2 separate regions of the Mus musculus genome follow, and region 2 is linked to region 1. Evidence: chromatin contacts called from public Hi-C data. All regions are on one chromosome and are shown on one strand. Each heading gives the region's core, a stretch centred on a gene start, on an enhancer-like site or on the middle of the called end of the contact. The rest is flanking DNA. Distances are from core to core; before and after follow the strand shown.

Evidence for each region. Hi-C and Micro-C count contacts between places; a contact is called where the count stands out from the background.
Region 2: a Hi-C map of cortical neurons shows a contact between it and region 1, with 3 times the contacts expected there. The contact joins two enhancer-like sites. A contact is called at or near these places in 3 of 484 Hi-C or Micro-C datasets (cerebral cortex, cortical neurons and embryonic stem cells), 4 of 115 datasets of contacts at active chromatin or transcription factors (bone marrow-derived macrophages, embryonic basal ganglia, forebrain and 1 more) and 1 of 9 other capture datasets (embryonic stem cells).

What each region holds. Positions count from the first base shown.
Region 1 is chr10:90,079,949-90,082,648 of GRCm38.p6, reverse strand. The region is part of intron 8 of Anks1b (ankyrin repeat and sterile alpha motif domain containing 1B); the gene reads right to left. Among named protein-coding and RNA genes, the nearest start is that of Anks1b, 210 kb to the right of the region's middle. Within about 2 kb of position 1,283, at least 11 of the 459 cell types and tissues checked have an H3K27ac peak or open chromatin away from gene starts, as enhancers often do. A contact at or near this core is called in cortical neurons and forebrain, where this site is marked.
Region 2 is chr10:90,723,007-90,725,706 of GRCm38.p6, reverse strand. All of the region lies in intron 17 of Anks1b (ankyrin repeat and sterile alpha motif domain containing 1B), which reads right to left. Among named protein-coding and RNA genes, the nearest start is that of Apaf1, 360 kb to the left of the region's middle. Within about 2 kb of position 1,431, at least 29 of the 459 cell types and tissues checked have an H3K27ac peak or open chromatin away from gene starts, as enhancers often do. A contact at or near this core is called in cortical neurons and forebrain, where this site is marked.

The DNA.
Region 1 (2,700 bases), core at 34-2,533:
CATGCAATTGAAGAGTCCGCAGTAGAAGCGTAAGTGAAATAAGAGAAGTGCTACACACTGGCTGAGTAACACAACATTGACCATGCTAGCACATCCCTGGACAAACAGAGAGCGCTGGATGCGTCTGTATCTGGAGTTTCCTTCAGGAAAAAGAAAGAAAAGAAAACGTTTCTTCAGGCAACAGTCTTACCCATTTCTTTAAAGGCTAATAAGACAATAATGCTTTTTCTATTTAAATCTAAGAGAAATATCTTCCCGATCCAATCTGTCATAATCTTTATATTATATCATATCAGAGTTTCTACAGCCTGTCATATTCACCTTTAAGAATTGTGTATATTGTTTATATAAATGAAGAATATAAATGAAAGTGGGGCTTAGGAAAATAAATGAAAACAATAGGAAAAAATTTAGATCATTTTATATTCTGTCAAAGACATAAACTTCATAGGCTGGTAACAAATATGATGATATTTCTTTAAAATTCATATCCGAGATTATATAATGTTCTGATTCAACTTGGAAAATGGTCTCATAGGCATAGTATAAGAGCATTCAGAACAGATTAACTTTTGAATTAAAATGCAAGCAAGGTAAAATAAAATTCTAACTTGAGCTGGTCTTCAAATTAAATATAAATCCCACAATATTAATAATAATAGGGAAAGACTTTTTAATTCATTTATAATAGTAAAATTATTCGTATAAAATTAAACATCTCTGATTCAAAAAACTGAACGTTCTTACATAAGAGAGCTGATTTTTGGCTTAAAATCCTGCACAAGAGTGCCCTCTACTGGAATAAAAGAGGAAAGGAAACTTGCATCGAACTCAGAAGGGTAACAGCTAAAAATACTCTGCGTTCCAGCTCCATCGCTAATGTGTAAAATACACTCATGAATGATAGGAAACTCAGAACATGTTTTCCTTTTATTTCATAATTCCCTAATTACTTGTGCAATGACGCATAGCACCAAAATGAACAAGCCCAACATTTTGGAGCGTCTAAAACTAAATCACATTCAGACTGGTGGCTCATCACATTGCTAGAAATATAAACAACAAACAAGAATGTTTTTCTACATTTAAAGCTTTGATACAGTACGAAAATAACTTTGCAAGTCCAAACTGGTGTCAGAACATAATTTGAATTCTCTTTCATTGTCAAGCAAAACCTTCCTGGTAAGAAGAAAGTTTCTACCCCTTCCTGATACACATACTGATGTACCAACCCCCAGAGACAGTAGAGCACAGGACTCTGGGAGGTGTCCAGGTGATGAGCGCATAGCTGTCAGGGGTGGGTTAATGCCCACAAGCAAAGCCAGCTGACAGCTGGCTTTTTCCCTCTGTCCCCAGTCATGTGGGGAAACAATGTGACTCTAAAGACGGTCACTCCCAAACCAGGAGGTGGTCTCTTAGCAGATGCCTGCTTTGCCTGCAGCCTCCAGGAATATGAGAAATGTTTGCCTTCAAGCTACACAAGGTACAGTAAATTGTTTAAGAGTCAAAACTAGTCTATTCCCTAGTTCTAGAACTTAAACACAAATGATTATGCTAGATAACTGAAGAAGTAAGCTACAAGATGTATGAGATGTATGAGATTTGTTCAGAGAGAGAGAGAGAGGGAGAGAGAGAGAGAGAGAGAGAGAGAGAGAGAGAAAGAAAGAAAGAAAGAAAACTTAAAATTGTATGACGTTACTAGGACCTAAAGTTCTACTCTCATTTTAGACCTAAATTAGCTTGTAAAGGTCCTGGCAGGATTTCTGTCACTAGATCAACTGTGTGCCTGGTTAGAATACTGTATGGGGGTTCTTTAAAGATATAAATAAATAAATAAATAAATAAATAAATAAATAAATAAAACAGTGCTTAGAACAATTTTTTTTTCCAAACGGGGTCTGGATATCTAGCCATGGCTGGCCTCAAGTTTGTTGTACATCCCAAGATGGCTTGAATGTACGATCCTCCTGCTTCACCATCCTAAATCCTGGTACTAACAGATGCACACCATCATATCCAGCTCCCTCAATGGCTGTTGGCCAAGGGGGTATGGTATGACATCTCAGTGCTTAGTTTGTAAAGCCTTTCCTGGTTACTCTAAGACAAAGCCATTGATGAGAACCACTGTCTATTCTGAGGATATGAAACAACCCACCACCTTTACCTTCCAAAACATCACCTTCAAGGAACTCCCTGGAAGCTTATTCTCCTGACCTGCCTTTGTTCTCTGGTGATACGGGGAATGATACACGAAATGACTCTGGTTTCAGAGCCAGGATCTGAACCAAGGCATTCTGGTTGTGCACTTGTGGGAAAAAAAAATGATCAAACCTCTCTGAGGCTTCCCTCTCTCATCTGTAAGGTCCACCTTGGAGGATAATTGTGTGTTAGGTTTTATCATTATCCATGTAACTTTTATGTCCACTGTGGTAAGCATTCTTTGCAAGATATACATGGATTGTCACTTCTGCTTCTGCACACACCATTTCTTCAGGCTCTGGGCCTTATCCATATGTGCAAAGCACACCTTCCCCTTTTCCAGGACCCACTTTAGTCTTAACCTACACCCACAGTGAGCCTTCAGTGAACGCCTGTAGATCTCTGATCTCTCACTTCTTAAAAGTTCCACTGGCCACAGGGTAAGTTACTATAAGAAATCCTATAAGAAATACAGCTGAGAAAATAAAATACCAACTCTTA
Region 2 (2,700 bases), core at 182-2,681, 640 kb before region 1:
AATATAACGGTATAAGTAATATAATAATTGTATTGCTAAGTCTTCTAATCTTTAAACCAACTGAAGACTAATTCCATACATTGGCTGCAGGGGTTCTTGCAGCCCATAAAAATAATATCAAGCAATTGCTAACCATTTTAAACATTTTGAAGATCTGTTATTCTATCTTTTAGCATTTAGGGGATTTTGAAATCCTGTGTTTTGTGGATGGTTTGTGTGTGTCTGTCTACGGATACAGATCCATGTCCCTCTTACTCATCAAGGAATGTCCAGTATCACTGCAGCACAGGAAAGCGTAATGGTTAGAGCCCTTGCGTGGTTTCCCATCCTGTCTAAACAGTTATGACCTGTGGCACACACACTGACATCTGACTGGCATGACAAGCATTCTAGGATTCCGTTGAGCTTGTTGCCTTCATTATAGAGGTTTTTTTTTTTTTTTTTTTTTTTAATTGCCTTTTTACCCTTCCAGTTTCTCTTGCTGCTGGTGGAGGCCACACAATATGATTTGGCTAATAAAAGGTAACAGGAAAGCTGGCAGAGGATTCTGGGAATGTTCTGAATTCCCACTGAGAGGGACACAAGCAGGATGACATCATCCCTCTTCTTTCCTTAACCTAAATGTGGACATGACTCCTCAATGCTGGGCAGCCATTACTGCCCATGAGACAAAGGGAAGCTGGTTCTCAGAGGTGCTAGCTACAGAAATACTAGGAGATAGTAACTGCTCAGCTGAGTGCTATGGGAGAAGGGCTAAATGACAGTTTCAGCTATAAGTAACTGGGTGACTTTTAGGTAAAAGTGATTTTGAGCCTAGTTCTTTTACTTAGTTTTAAAATGGGATCATAGCAACCTCTTCCTCATGAGATTGTTGCAAAGATTAAATGAGATTTCATATATGTACGTATACATGTACAGGACACAAAATATATACAAAAAACCAATAGGAGTTAATTGTCATGTTTATTTCTATTTTTTGGTGATGGGGGCCTTTGTAAGTAAATCATGGTTGAATGAGTAGGTCACAGTTAAAAGATGCAGGCTCAACCCAAGGCAGCAAAACGATGCTGATGTTTTTGGAAAAAAAAAATGAGAAAAGGGGGGGAAAAGATAAGGTAGCCAGAGGCAAGCGACAAGGCTATAGAGGGGTCATGTGGGCTCTGGGCCGGGGCACAGTGGCCCACGAGAAACCTCTCTTGGTGAAGGACCAGCGTGTGGGTGCTGAGGCCGCACCTGTGGTCCCAGGTGTGCCAGCATCAAGACACTGAATAGACGTTTGTTGGTTCCCTGATTAACTGAATGAACAGTGAGGGTATTAACTGAAAAGAAACTGCTATCTCTTCCTTAAGGCGGAAGAGCTGGAAGCGGCAGGAAGACTTTTCTCCAGAGCCATCTGTACGCTTTTTATAATATTTGCCTGGAATCGTGTGGGTGAAGATGCAGCGCTCTATAATTGCCTGTGCCCTTGCGAGGAGCCGATAAGAACATCCGGTGGGGGCAGAAGCAGAGGCAGAAGGAACAGATTTCCCACAGAGTAAAATGTTCTTTTTCATGAGGGGGGAAAAAAGTTCCTTGCTATGACAAGAAGAGGAGACCCTACAGCAGAGCGGCAGATGCCTCCTAATAGAGAGAGATTGCCAGAGTTGCCCACCAGGAGCCGGCTGCTCATTACACGAGGAACAAACGCAGGAGCCAGCATGGCCGCCCTCTCCTCTGTTCTGTGGGCTGGTGCTGGAACTGTAGCATGGACAGAAAGGTGGCTCGCTTTCATTGCTGTGGCCATGGGTGACAGCGCGGTGGTCGTCGGAATCGCACTGAACCATCCCCTCCTTTTCATCTGTTCCCACCTTACCCTGCTATGACCCTGGCATGTTTCTAATCCTCACTGTACAAAACATGTCTGGACAGCCATGGGAACCTGAGACCTATAAAAAGGCTTAGTCACATGGGATGAAGAGGCAGATGCCTCCACGAGGGGACCAGCTCTGATAGCCACGTTGCTGAGCATTATTTATATCAGAACTTAGCATGAAGGCTCCCTATTTTATCCGCTGTCCCTTCCCCGAGTATCTCATCTCTTTGGATTATTTTGGCTTTATCTTGTGTGTACTTTAAATGTGGTAATAAATCGCAAGCAGTTCTGCATTCCGATGTGATTTGGGCATACACATTTGCACCCCTGTTCTAAGAAATGAGGCCCATAAAAGTCTTCCATGAGTGACATGCACATGTGTACACACTACACACACACACACACACACACACACACACACACACACACACCAGAGAGGAGTTAAAAGCATATGCTGATAACTGAATCTGCTGATGACATTTTGAGTAGTGAGCCCACTCCGCACAGCTGAAGGGTTTGGCATGGTACTTGTTCATGGGAACAAAGAGCTGGAATAAAACACAGTGCTGAAAGTCTTCCAGTGACTGGAGAAGCCGAGAGAAATTAGTATCTTCCCCCCACCCCCGGCCTCCCAACAGAGCTGCTGGTTGAGGCTTATGATCATCTCAGTGAGAGTTTCATGTGGCTCTGTAGGGCAGACTCCAGCTTAGTGACACTCTCACGCAGAGTCCTTGGGGCTGAGGAGGTAGAATAGATAAACATTCAAAAGCACGGAGCTTGGGCCAAAGCCTTTCTCACTTTAAGACTATGCCAGCTGGAGATTAACAACGTGGCTAGAATGTACGGCG